Regions from separate parts of the Mus musculus genome. Here region 1 is linked to region 2. Evidence: chromatin contacts called from public Hi-C data. All regions are on one chromosome and are shown on one strand. The core of a region is the stretch at or near the end of the contact, and the rest is flanking DNA. Distances in the headings are between cores, read along the strand shown.

Region 1 (7,181 bases), core at 366-2,865, 600 kb before region 2:
GTTCAAGCACACTCAGCAGATCCAGAGGGTGGTTCCATGGTTGTCTCAATCCATTCAAGTTGGCAATGAAGGTGAACTACCACTGTCAAATGCAAGGCTCTGGGTTTAATTCCCAATACTGGAACAAAACAAGGACCCATGAGATGGCTCAGCAGGTAGGGGGGCTTGCTGCCAAGACTGATGCCCTGGGTTTTATCCCAGGCTCACACTATGGAAGGAGAGAGCCAACTTTCTGTAAGACATTTTCTGACCTCCATATATGCACCACGACACACATACACACACATGCACACTGGGGGCGTGGCACAGTGGTAGAGTCCCTGCCTAGAATCCCCAAGTGAGGGCCTGGGGGCGTGGCTCAGTGGTAGAATGCTTGCCTAACATGTGTCTTAGTTTAATCCTTAGTGTCTCTGTTTCTCTATTTCTCTGTCTCTCTCTGTCTCTCTGTCTCTCTGTCTCTCTCTCTCTCACACACACACACACACACAATGTAATAAAATTTAAAATAATTTTAAAAGATTAGGCATCGTAGTGGATATGTGGCAATGGTTGGTGAGGGTCATCGAACCCTCAGAGACCCTCCCCTAAGCTGTCAGTCACCCTCACCCCTGCCCTGCTGCTGCTGATGTTAGAGAAGAGGTAGAAATACACGCTGTGGGGCTGCCCTGGTGTCCTTCTGGGTTGATGTTAGCCAGCCCTAGAAAGCCTGACAGCCCCAGAACTTAGTTATTTGTCTACCTTGTGGTAAGACACTAGGACCAAAGCAACTTATGAAAAAAAATGTTTAATCCATGACCCACAGTTCCAGGTTAGAGTTCTTGACCATCATGGTGGGAAGCGTGGCAGCGGGCAGGTAGGCAGGCAGGCATGGCACTGGAGCAGAAGGTGAGAGCTTACATCCTGATCCAAAAGTAGGAAGCAGAGAGAGCTAACTGGAAAAGGCATGGTGTGTTTTTCTTTTCTTTTTTGAGATTTATTTTATTTTTATGTGGTGTGTGTGTGTGTGTGTGTGTGTGTGTGTGTGTGTGTGTGTGTGTGCATATGAGTGCAGTGCCTAAAATGGTCAAAAGAGGGCATTGGATCCATTGGAGTTAAAGTTGCAGGCAGTCATTCACCGCCCAACTTGGGTGTTGGGAACAAATTCTGGTTCTTTGCAAAAAGCAATGCATGCTCTTAACTGCGGAGTTATCTTTCCAGCCCCTTCCTTTCCTTTGAGTCTCACTGCATGGCATAAGCATGCGCCATCACAATTGGGGGGGGGGTGGCAAGATACTAGGGATGAGATCTGAGACCTTGTGGGCAACTAGGCCAGCAAGAGCTTTACCACGGAACTACGCTCCCAACCAAAAGCTTTCTTGACAAGATTTCTGTTTCCTTCCTAACACACATAAGCAAAGCCAGTCTAAAGAAGGCAGGGTCACAGCCCAAAGGCTCTAGGGGAGTGTGGTGGTTTGAACGAAAAGTCCCTAATTCTTGGGCATCGGAATGCTTGGTCCCCAGTTGACAGTTTGGGTAGATTTAGGAGAGGTGACCTTGCTGGAGGAAGTATGTCACTGTAGGGCAGGCTTTGAGGTTTCAAAAACCTTGCCCTGTTTCCTGTATGTGACCTGTTTCCTGTTTTCAGTGTGAGCAGTGAAATCTCAGTGGCTGCTATTCTGATCCCTGTTGTCACTCTGTCTGCAACATTAAGGGCCCTAACCCTTTAGAACCCAGAGGCCCAAATTAACCCTGTCTTCTACAAATTGCCTTGGTCATGGTGTTTTATCACAGCTTAGAAAGGTAACTAAGGCAGGGAGTGTCGGGCCTGTCCCAGGAGTCTGATAAGGGCACAGCCCTATCCTCTACATTCTATTGGTGGCTGTGGAGGGACGAATAGGTTTGGTCCCTATAAATTTATATATTTGAATGCTTGGCCATAGGGAGTGGCCTTGTTGGAGGAGGTGTGACCTGTCGTAGGAAGTGTGTCACTGTGGGGGGTGGGTTTAGAAGTCTCCTATGCTCAAGCTAATCCCAGTGTGGGACACAGTCTCCCTCTGCTGCCTGCAGATCATGGGGTAGAATGCTCAGCTACCCCTCCAGCACCTCGTCTGCCTGTGTGCTGCCATGCTTCCCGTCATGATGATAAGAGAATAAACCTCCATTTCCATCATAAACCAGCCCCAATTAAATGTTTTCCTTGATAAGATTTGTCTTGGTCCTGGTGTCTCTTCCCAGCAATAAAACCCTAACTAAGAGAGTGGCCTTGATATGTTCACCTCGGTGCCTTGAGGAGAGTGTTGCAGACTGACACTGGCTTTTTAGTCCTCTGTGACTATTGTCATGCCATATCTGCCATGAAATATGATACCTATGTTCATGCCCAGTTTTGCCTGGGTAGGGACATGGGAGATGCCCTCTGCTCCCATACGGGCTATCTCTATCATGTACATCTCCAATACCCCCAGCTTCACAAGCCAGTTGCTTGCACAGCCTAATCCTCTGAGCTCCACAATGGGGAGGATGTGTATCACTGCCTCCCTACCCAGGCTTGCCATTGAGCTGGCTGGTACATCGGTCCACACGGCAACCTGTATCTATGACCTCTGTGTGCATCCCACTGTTGGGGGTTGGTGTGCTGGTAGAGATTCTGGGCATGCCCAGTGGGGCCAGTGCACAGCCTCAGCATGCAGCCTAGGAGACACCTGACAGCTTGTGGCAAGCGGTACCTGCTCTGGATTCCACCATGCCTATTGTCTCCTTCTACCTGTCAGAGGGGTTGACACCTCTCATGGATGGGGGTGGGATTTCAGCCCTGGTTCCTTCAAGGGCTCCAACTGTACCATCGGCTGCCTTGGTGGCTCTGGATTGCTTCCCATCCTGTTGGCTCCTCCTTCAAACAAACTCTCCCAGAACATGCTTGGCAGAGCCTCAGTTTCTCCCCAGCAAGAGAAAGAGTCCTGAGGAACTCCAAACGTCAGTTCACTGTACCCGGGCTGTTTTGATTGGTTCCTTCTTGAATTTGTCCTGTGGCCTGGGAACAAGAGACTCCAATTGGTATCTGCCTGCACCAGTCTTGGCCTCTGGGGAGATAGCCTGACAGAGGTTGGGATGAGGTTAGTGGTGGCAATAGGTACTGGCCAGTATCCAAAGGACAAATGTCCACTTTCCCTGTTCTTGTCTTGCTGCCAGGCCATCTTTGTCAGAGCATTAAGCAGTCTCAGCAGTCATTGTGACCACAATGTCCAGCTCCAAGGATTAAAGCTAGGGCTGTGTGCATGTAAAACAAGACCTCTACGACTGAACTATGCTCCAACCCCTCACTGGAGAATTGTAGGCAGGGGTGCTACCACTGAGCCATGCCCCCAGACCCTCACTGGGAGATTCTAGGCAGGGCTCTGCCACTGAGCCAGGCCCCCCAGCCCCTCACTGGGGGATTCTAGGCTTTCTACTAAGCTACTTCTCTAGCCCTTTTTGTGTTTTCTATTTTGAGACCATCTTTGCTGATTTGTTCCTGCTGGTTGTGAACTTCCCATGTTCTCTCCTCAGCCTCTGGTGTAGCTGAGACTGCACGTCCACACTGCCAGGATTGGCTATGCTATTATTGTCTCTTTGGTCCCAAACTATGCAGCCCAAGCTTACGTTGATCTTATATCCTCCTGCCTCAGCGTATCCCAAGTCCTGGGACTGTGGTTCGTTCTATTCTAGCTCAAATAAGGAATGCCTCTACTTGCCTGTGTAAGCACTGAGGAACACAGATCCCAAAGCCAGGCTGCCTTAGTGAGAACAAGCCCCACCGCTTTCTGTGTGCACTTGAGAAGCTTGCTTCATACTGCCTGCCCTTTTTCCATTAAAGAAGTGGAGGAAGAGGATGTCACACCCACCTGTGAAATTGTGAAGGCTCCAGGTACCATAGAGAATGTGGGACAAGGGCTCATTGTTGGTGTGAATGACACTCTCAGATGACAAGATACCAAAACACAGGACAGGCAGCAGGTAAAAGCCTGTCTGAAATGCTCCCTTCTGTCACCTCGAGAAGGGGACAGGAAGTACACCACTACCCACAACTGGATCCTGCCACAATGAAGCATGGGTGACTCTTTAAATCAAGTGGAAGTGTAGGGGGTGGGGGGAGGGGTGAAGGCCTGTCAGCCTAGTATTTGGAAGTTGGAGAAAGGAGCTGAGTTTAGGCTACATAGCCCTCAAGGAAACATCAAACCTGAGCATGAAATAATTTCGGAGAGCATGTGGTTTCTCAGCTCCTGAGGCCACAGGGCTGCCCTGACTACTGGATCCAGTGGCCAGAGTGTCACATAGTGCAAACTGGGAGACCTGCCCAGGTCGCTGAGGTGAGATTTGAAGTCAAACAGATGGACTGTAGAACCTATGGATGGGTACTCACACTGAGACAGGTTAAAAACTGTTTGGGACTTGGGCCTGAGGTTCTTAACTATTTCTGACAAGGCAAAGAGTCCTGCAGTGAGAGCCAGGACACAGGCAAGCAAGCAGGCCAGAGGCGGCCCTGCTAAGGAGACCCTGTGATCTCCCAGCTGCTGGCAGGACATGTGGAGTCTTCCAGAAACAGGCCCCACACGATGCAGCCCTACAGAGTTCCTGTCTGTCTGTCTGTCTCCTTCAATTGTGACATTAGGTGCAGCATTGCTCATTTACTTTTACAGCACTGAGGACTAAATCCATACCTCCTGCATGTTAGGTGAGAGAGTTACTGCTGAGAGAGCCGCACCTGCAGCCCTGAAGAGTTCTAACAAATAGCTTTGGACCCTTTGTCAGAGCCCCTGGCACAAGAACCGTGGGGCCATCAGCACCACTGTACTCATTACCATGATAACAACTAACACCACCACCAAAAACAACCCTCACCCCTATCACCACCATCACTGACATCACTATCATAATCACCACCACCACCAACACCTCTACCATAGCCTCCTCCAATGCCTCCACTGTCATCATCACCCTCACCATGGCCACCACATCTTCACACCAGTCCCTCTGCTGCCCTCAGCCCTTTCAACTCCTCTCTGCTCCTGTGGTCCTCTTCTGGTTGGAACCGCCTCCAGCAGAGCCTGCTCACAGAGTCACATAGCCCCAGCTGCCTTCCTCTAGAGCCAACCTGTTTTTCCCACGGCCATTGCTCTGGGACTTGTGTTCTGGCTTCGGTGAACCTTTGATAGGTGCCTGGCACCATATCAGGATAGCCGTCAGTGTGACTTGCGTTTCGTCTAAGTGGCTCGGTCTAGCATGGCTGCCCCATGGGAATGAGTCTACATTCCCACTGACACCTTCTGGCGGTGTGTGAGCCACTCCACTGCTGTGGGCCTTCTGCCTGTACTTACTACAGCATCTGTCCTCTAGCAGACCAGGATAGAGGTGTGGAACTCTTAAGGCCACACACCCTCTCCTGGCACCTGTCATACAACCAGGTGCTCCAACCTCACCATAGTGGTGGGAGGACACTTGAATCCTGGGCCCCTACAAAACTGTCTTTGTCTCATGGGTCCTCTTGCTTGCTGGGCTTTAAGGGAGAGCATGGCAAACACTCCACAGTGTTCAGTGTTGATGGAACCCCGTCTGTCTGTAGAGAGAAGGAACCCTGACCTCACTGAAGCAAGCATCACGGTGCTCAGAGACTCGCCTGCTGACTTAAGCCCAAATCATGCAATGGCTCAGACTCCTGGAAAACCATACATTATACCTCCGAGTGAAAAGCCTCCTAGTGAAAATGCAAAGATTGAGGGTCCACAGAACCCCTTGTATACCAGTTTGGTTGACCAGAGGTACAAGTAACTGTAAACATCATTAAAACAAAACCAAAGGAGTCAAAATTTTAGATTCGGTAGCTGAAAATTGCAGTTCGGGAACCAGGCATGGTTTGATCAAGGTACTAACTTGGTTTCTCAGCTTTTCTCTTGGTCTGTGGCCTTCTGTAATATTAGATCCATGCTCTGGTTGGTAGACAGTGTCTTCCTCTCCCTCAAACCAGAATTTCTTGTTACAATCTTCAAAGAATGTAAACACCCCAGTACTCCTCACTGAGACCTGGGACTTTTGTCCAGGACCCACAGGGCTGGCTGTTTTCCTCCCTGCAGGGCCCTGCCCACAAGGGTTTCTTTGTTGACTGTTGAAAACCCCTACAGCCCCACCCCTCCCACTCCACCCCCTTCCAGGAAGGGAACCAGCTTCCAGAATTAGTCACGCTGTCTGTGTCCCACACAACAGCCCCATTGAAGCCAAAGGGCAGCCTTGCGGGAACTAGCTATTATTATCCCGGATGCACAGAAGGGGAAACTGAGGACCAGGGTGAGAAAGTGTCAGAGATGCCTGGCTATGAGTCCCTTCCTTCCCTCTCCACCTTACTTACCAGACTTCCTGTGTTCTCTCTGAGGTGCCTGACTTCAGGAAGATGGAGGCTTGAGTTACATGCTGTGGGTCTGGACCATAGTAATTCTTAAGTGTGGCTCTCGGGTGCCTAGGAAATAATTTCTGAGCCTTCTCAAACACCTATGCTTCCTATGGGGCAGGTGGCAGCTCATGAGACAGCCAAACCCTGCCTCAGCCCCTTCTAGAAGGAAAAGAGACACAGACAACAGTCAGATACTAAACTGTGTGCCCGGAAGTGATGTCTTAAGCAGGAACATGGTTTTAAAGGCCGGCGAGAGATGGCTCCATTATGGGAATCTAAACATGAGTTCTGTCTACAGCACTCATGTTTAGACAAACAAACAGGGGCTGGAGAGATGGTTCAGCGGTTAGGAGCACTGACTGCTCTTTCAGAGGTCCTGAGTTCAATTCTCAGCAACCACATGGTGGCTCACAGTCATCTCTGACTCCAGCTCTAGAGGATCTCAAGCCTTCATAGGGTCTCTGTGAGCAACGTACACACGCATAGTGCACAGGCATATTTGCAAGCAAAATATACACACGCATACACAAAGGGAAAAAAATCTCAAAGAAAACTTAAAACAACAATAGCAACAAAATAAAATAAATTAAAAAAAAAAAAGCTAGACGAGGCGTTACGGTCTAGGTATCTTGATTTGTTTTTCTCCAGCAGTTAAAGAGTTAAAAGAAATGAAAAATCTCATGCTCCAGAGTCAGAGTCAGCGACAGACAGATCTCCAGCCCCGCAGAGTAGCAGAGTCAGCAGTTGAAGAAAGGCTCTTACTGGGTGTGCGGAAACACCA
Region 2 (7,122 bases), core at 4,425-6,924:
CTAGGTGTTTTGGCCCCTTGTCAGTCTTCCTGGAATACTCCATTGCTACCAGTTAAAAAGCCAGACACTAATGATTATCAGCCAGTACAAGACTTAAGAGAAGTAAACAAAAGAGTACGAGATATTCATCCTACTGTCCCTAACCCCTACAATCTACTCAGTTCTCTCCACCCTGACAGACAATGGTATACGGTCCTGGACCCGAAGGACGCATTCTTCTGCCTAAAACTACATCCCATGAGTCAGGTAATCTTTGCTTTCGAGTGGAGAGACCCAGATTCGGGACAGGCTGGACAACTAACTTGGACACGTTTGCCTCAAGGATTCAAGAACTCTCCTACTCTCTTTTATGAGGCCCTCCACTGGGACTTGGTGCTGTTCAGGTCAGAAAACCCCCAAATTTCTCTCCTTCAGTATGCTGATGACCTGCTACTTGCTGCCACCACCAAGCAAGAGTGCAGACTGGGAACTGAGAAATTACTGGCGGAATTGAGCAAGTTGGGATACAAGGCATCTGCTAAGAAAGCCTAGATTTGCCAGACAGAAGTAACCTATTTGGGTTACACTCTCAGGGGAGGGAAACGATGGCTGACAGAAGCTCAGAAAAAGACTGTGACTCAAATCCCCATTCCAACAACCTCGAAGCAGGTGAGGGAATTTCTGGGCATAGCTGGGTTTTGTAGGCTCTGGATCCCAAGCTTTGCCACTCTGGCAGCCCCACTCTACCCCCTTACTAAAGAGACTGGGACTTTCTCATGGACCCCCCATACACCAGGAGGCTTTTAAAGAGATTAAAAAGGCCTTGCTTAGTGCACTACCCCTAGCCCTGCCGGACCTGACTAGGCCTGTCACTCTCTATGTAGACGAAAGAGCAGGAATAGCGAGAGGGGTCCTGACCCAAGCTCTGGGGCCATGAAAACGACTTGTGGCCTACTTGTCAAAAAAAAAAAAAAAAAAATTAGACCCAGTGGCTAGTGGATGGCCATCTTGCTTAAAAGCTATCACTGCTGTGGCACTACTTCTCAAAGATGCTGACAAACTGACTCTCGGTCAACAAACTATAGTAGTAGCCCCCATGCCTTAGAAAGCATCGTTAGACAACCGCCTGATCGCTGGATGACTAATGCTCGCATGACCCATTATCAGAGCCTCTTACTGACTGAGAGAGTGAAGTTTGCACCCCCTGCTATCCTGAATCCTGCCACCTGCTGCCGGAAACCGATGACTCCCTACCAGTGCACCGATGTATGGACATCCTGGCAGAAGAAACCAGAACTAAGAAAGACCTCACTGACCAGCCATGGCCAGACTGCCCCAACTGGTACATGGATGGTAGCAGCTTTTTAGTTGAAGGTAAGCGAAAAGTGGGGGCAGCAGTGGTCAACGGAAAACAAACCATCTGGGCCAGCAGCTTGCCTGAAGGGACGACAGCCCAGAGAGCAGAGCTAATCGCACTCACCCAAGCCTTGCGGCTGGCCAAAGAGAAGAACATCAATATCTACACAGACAGCAGGTATGCTTTCGCCACCGCTCACATACGTGGGACAATCTATAGGCAAAGGGGGCTACTCACATCTGCTGGGAAAGATGTTAAAAGTAAAGAAGAAATCTTGAGCCTATTAGAAGCCATACACTTGCCAAAAAGAAAAAAACTGGCCATCATACATTGCCCTGGTCACCAGAAAGGCCAATATGCCATAGCAAAGGGAAATCAGATGGCTGACCTGGCTGCCAAACAGGTGGCCCTAAGAGAAAAATAAAGAACTTAAAGACCATTATAAACTCAAAGAAGCAGGCTTTGACTACACTTCAGAAGACCAGGAACTAACAGGCAAAATACCTGAGATATGTGGGTATACTCCCCAGGGAGTGGCTAAGACCCAAGATGGTTGCTCGGCCCTGCCCACCAAAGAAGGGCAACAATATGTAGCCAATCTACACTGGCTCATGCACTTGGGAACTAAGAAGCTCAAAGAAATTGTTAAGAACTCAAACTACTATGTTATAAAACTGTCTGACGTTGCCCAAGAGATTGTTAATAAATGCCAAGCCTGTGCCCTCACCAATGCCGGGCACCACAAGAACGCCCCTGGAAGGTGGCTAAGAGGTGGCCGACCAGGGGCATACTGAAAAGTACATTTTACTAAAGTTAAGCCAGCCAAGTACGGTAATAAATATCTATTAGGTTTAATAGACACTTTTTCAGGGTGGGTCAAAGCCTTCTCCACTAAGAAGGAGAACACCAATGTCATGGCAAAGAAGATATTAGAGGAAAATTTCCCAAGATTTGGCATCCCTAAAGTACTTTCGTCAGACAATGGCCCCTCCTTCATTGCCCAGGTAAGCCAAGGGTTAGCCAGACAATTGGGGATAGATTAGAAGTTACATTGTGCTTATAAACCCCAGAGTTCAGGACAGGTAGAGCGGGTAAATAGACCATTAAAGAAATCTTAACTTAATTGGCTTTAGAGACCGGCAGAAAGGATTGGACAGCTCTCCTTCCATAGCCTTGTTTCGAGTACAGAACACCCCAGGAAAATTTAAACTTAGACCCTTTGAACTCCTCCATCGGGACTGGCCCCCTTAACAGAAGCAGGAGAATGTTCGACCTTGATGTTCCTTTTTTCCCAACCCCTGCTAGCTCGCTTGAAGGCCCTAGAACTGGTCAGAAAAGACGCCTGGGAATTGCGTATGAACCAGGAACCACTGCAGTGCCACATAAATTTCAAATAGGAGATCCTGTCCTGGTCTGGTGCCACCATTCCAGCAACCTTGAACCCAGATGGAAGGGACCCTACGTGGTGCTTCTGACAAGCCCCGCTGCTCCTCCAGCATGTACCCAGCTCCCCCTCCCAGCCCTGCTGCAGCCCACTGGCCTGGCCTTGCTCACACTTGCTCACACTCACCAGACACAGCACAGGAACCTCCTCCCTCCCTCCTACCACTGAGGAGAGACTCTCTAGTCTCATTCGAGGGGCTTCTGAGGCTCTCAATGTTACAAATCCTAAAGCTGCGACCTCACGTTGGCTTTGTTTGACAGCTGGACCAGAGGTTTAATTTTCCTAGATCTAAGGTTAGAACTATGTACTAGAAGGAGTGGGGAATGTGAGACCCTGACTTAGAGTGTTTCTCCCTGGAAGGTAAAGCCCCTGGATGTTCCCCAAGCTTGTTTTCCTTGATCTCTAAAAATACAGCCAGAAAGAAGCTTTGTTCTCTATAGCCAGCAAAAAGCCTTTTTGTTTCTGTGCCTTACAGCCAGAGATGCGATAACTGTAGGAAGACCTACAAGGACATGGAGATAGACGCCAGAGAGGAGGCTACAGCTCACTCCCCCCCTCACCAGAAAGGAGCTGTAGCCAACTCTCCTCCCAACTCCTCCCAACTCCTCCCTCCTCCCAACTCCTCCCAACTCTCCTCCCAACTCCTCCCAACTCCTCCCAACTCTCCTCCCAACTCCTCCCAACTTCTCCCAACTCCTCCCTCCTCCCAACTTCTCCCAACTCCTCCCTCCTCCTCCCAACTCCTTCCAACTTCTCCCAACTCCTCCCAACTCCTCCCAACTCTCCTTCCAACTCCTCCCAACTCCTCCCAACTCTCCTCCCAACTCCTCCCAACTCTCCTCCCAACTCCTCCCAACTTCTCCCAACTCTCCTTCCAACTCCTCCCAACTCCTCCCAACTCTCCTTCCAACTCCTCCCAATTCTTCAGCTAGCTGTTAAAAGCCCCCTACTGTCACCGCTCGGGGTCGAACTCCCCTGCCCTGTATGACAGAGGGACTTGGTCCTCAGCTAGCTGATAATAAAACCTCTTGCGGTTTGCATCAGGTGTGGTTTTCTCTCGGGTCACTGGGTGCTGGCCAGCTCATCCCGGGACTTGAGAGGAGGCCCAGCTTCGGGGGTCTGACAGTTTGGAATTCTGGAACTTTTCAGTGGGTATATAAATGCCAGGGCTCCAAGAGGCAGGGTTAGTGGTTGTTGGTCCCTTGGGGGAGGATTGGTTGTAGTTTGTTAGTCAAGCTCAAAGAAGAAACAGAAGGAAAGAAATTAAGTTCAGGACTCTCTCCCCCCTCTATCCTTCTTGCCCTATCCCTAGTGTTAGGGCATGAAACCAGAGCAGGAGGCCGGGGGAGAAGGATACATGTAGGAAAAAGAAGAACCCACAAAAATAGCAAAGACCAGCTATACCAGAAACAATAGTACATGCCTATATCTCTAGTGGGGTGGAGGCAGGAAGATCAAGAGTTCAAAGGCATTCTTGGCTATACAGAGAGTTCAAGACCAGCCTGGGATGCATGTCTTAAAAACAAACCCACCAACATGTGTGAGTGTGTGTGTGTGTGTGTGTGTGTGTGTGTGTGTGTTATGTTATAGATGTTCTGCCTGCATGCTTGTATGCACACTACAGGTGTGCCTGGCACCTATGGAGGTCAGGAGAGACGGCTGCATTTTCTGGAACTGGAGTTGTAGATTGCTATGAATCACCATGCGGGTGCTGAAAACCAAACCTTGGTCCTCTGCAAGAGGGCTCTTGACTGCTGAGCCATCTCTCCAGCCAGTGCTTTTGAGGCAAGTCTCACTCTACAGCCCAGGCTTCAGCTTCCCACGTGCTGAGATTACAGGCATGCACGACCATGCTCAGCAACTGACCAACAGGTCTTATTCGTGTCCTGCCCTCTGTGGAGAAAGCGCTGTTGGTCTGATCCCTTCTCTGGATAGCTCTTCACCCCCACACTTCCCTTAGAACTCCAAGAGTCCCATGTTTATCCAGGCCAACCATATCCTCAGTGAGGAGCACCTGCATTCCTTACCCGACCCGAGTCCATGGCTTCTGCCAGCCTCTCAGGGCTCAGCTCCGAGGAGCCTCTGGGTCTTTGGATCCAAGCCGACAGCTCTTTCTGAAATGGGTTGGTGGCTGGCATGGTGAGGGTGTCCTGGTGGGCAGCCACCCCCACATCGCCACCCCCATCTCACTTGTCACTTACACAAAGCCGAGTGCTGGCTAGCGCGGTCACCTTCAGCTGCATGAGGCTGTTCCTGGCTGGGCCGTGGGCGTCCACGAGGGCTCGGGATAAGTCCACACAGCGCAGCATGGCGCTAAGGTTCTCCTCATACCAGACCTCACTGCCCGGCCAGTGGAGGTCAGCTTCCAGAGCCCCCTTCCTGCCCACTCCATCCTCCCTTCTACCCTTCCTCTCTCTACTCACCTGGTCTTGGCAGTGGAGTCTGGTTCCTCCTCGGTGGGTACTGCCAACAGGGGCTGGAGTCCCAGGGCCTGCAGCTGCCCGACACAGTTCCTCACTTCCTCTGCTGTCTCCCCGGCCACAAACTGCCCGTAGATGGATGCTCGAAGAAGTGCGCCTGAGAGCCGGGATCCCAGGAGTCGCTGAGACCAGGCCTGAAACTGGGTGACAGGGAACACATGCTCAGAGCCAGGTCTGGGAGACTTCCAGGCCAGACCTTGTGCCTACTGCTCACCGCTAGTCCATGAGTGACCAAAGGGGGCCAGGCGCATAGGCGAAGCACTAGCAAAGCCCGTGCCAGTTCTGCGGTTCCCTTGACATGGAAGGCCCCACCATCAAAGCGCAGGGGCTGCCAGCCACCTGTAGAGGGCTTGGAGGGGCCATACAGCGGCAGACGCGTCCAGATCATTGCAAGTGCCTGGTTACCACCACACTAGGGGAAGGGGCCAGGCAGATAGCAGCTGTACCAAATGCCCCTTGCCCAGCTGGGGGGCAGTTACTGATTAACTGGGCAAATCTTTAGGATAGCAGTCTCTTGGGGTGGTGGTGGAGGGTTAATAATTAATGGTTAGGGACAGAGGTCAGAATAACAGGACATGTACGCCCCCAGTGACAGCCCCCAATAACCTTTCAGCCTGACAGTACGACAGATCTCAGCTGTCCAGCTTGCATTGCTGAATAAGCAGTTGGGCCCGAGAGCAGGGAACTCCAGGTTCAAGGCAGCCGGGATTTGCAATCTTAGCTAAGTAACATCCTCTCTCTTGTTGCGATGATTTTTATCCTTCAGGGAGGAGCACTGCACAGTTCTTGTGTACACTTAAACTGCACACAGACCACAGCCCTGCTGTCCATCCTAAACATGTAGTTTGCAGAACTTGAACATGGGCATCAGGAAAAAAACAACCCAAATGTCCACCAAACGGGACTGGGTGAGGCATTGAGGTGGGTGCAGAGGGACCCAGGCAATGGGTACTCTTCAGCAATGAAAAAGTGAGCTGTCATGTGACACCAAGTCTTTTATTTATTTTTTTAAACAAATAAAAGATTGTTTGTTTTTATTTTATATGTATGCGTGTTTTGCATAACAAACGGCTGAGTACCACATGCCTGCAGTGCCCACAATGGCCAGAAGAGGGCATTAGATCCTCTGGAACTAGAGCCGTAGAGGGTTGTGAGCTGCCAAGTGGTTGCTGGAACCCTAATTTCAGTGTTTTGCAAGAGCAGCCAGTACTTTTAACTGTGGAGCCATCGCTCCAGCCCTGGATTGTTTGTTTTAATTTTTTCTTTGATCTGCCAAGTCTGCAAGGTGTGCACTGTAAAGCCATTTCCAATGACATGCCCCCCTTAGAGGTTTTTTTTTTTTGGTTTTTTTTTTTTTGGTTTTTCGAGACAGGGTTTCTCTGTATAGCCCTAGCTGTCCTGGAACTCACTTTGTAGACCAGGCTGGCCTCGAACTCAGAAATCCACCTGCCTCCGCCTCCCGAGTGCTGGGATTAAAGGCATGCGCCAACACGCCCGGCAGAGTATTTTTTAAAAGATTTAATTTTCATTATTTTAATTACCTGTGTGTGTCTGTCTGTCTGTTTGTCTGTCTGTCAATCTGTGTACATAAATGGAGGTACCCACTGAGAGGCCTCAGATCCACCAGGAGCTGGAGTTACAGACAATCTTGAGTCAACCAGCATGGTTGCTAGGAACTGAACGTGGGTCCTCTGGAAGAGCAACCAGGGCTCAAGTCTATGGAATCTTCTTTCCATCTCCACTACAGTATTAAAACAAACAAACACGCAAACAAACAGAGTCTCATACCCAGGCTGGCTTTGAACTCCCAGCAATTCTCCTGTCTCACCACAACCTCCAAGTGCTGGCTTTACAGGCATACA

The links. Hi-C and Micro-C count contacts between places; a contact is called where the count stands out from the background.
Region 1: a Hi-C map of pro-B cells shows a contact between it and region 2, with 4 times the contacts expected there. The contact joins the enhancer-like site here to the promoter of Prodh2 in region 2. A contact is called at or near these places in 3 of 39 promoter capture datasets (cranial neural crest, pre-B cells and second pharyngeal arch cranial neural crest), 1 of 484 Hi-C or Micro-C datasets (pro-B cells) and 1 of 9 other capture datasets (adipose tissue).

The regions. Positions count from the first base shown.
Region 1 is chr7:31,084,310-31,091,490 of GRCm38.p6, reverse strand. No RefSeq gene overlaps it. Among named protein-coding and RNA genes, the nearest start is that of Fxyd3, 11 kb to the right of the region's middle. Within about 2 kb of position 1,615, at least 99 of the 459 cell types and tissues checked have an H3K27ac peak or open chromatin away from gene starts, as enhancers often do. A contact at or near this core is called in adipose tissue and pro-B cells, where this site is marked.
Region 2 is chr7:30,492,210-30,499,331 of GRCm38.p6, reverse strand. Prodh2 (proline dehydrogenase (oxidase) 2) reads right to left here and starts at 5,674. Exons shown (of 10, transcript NM_019546.5): 1 at 5,475-5,674; 2 at 5,204-5,400; 3 at 4,982-5,120; 4 at 4,808-4,894. The coding sequence starts at 5,648.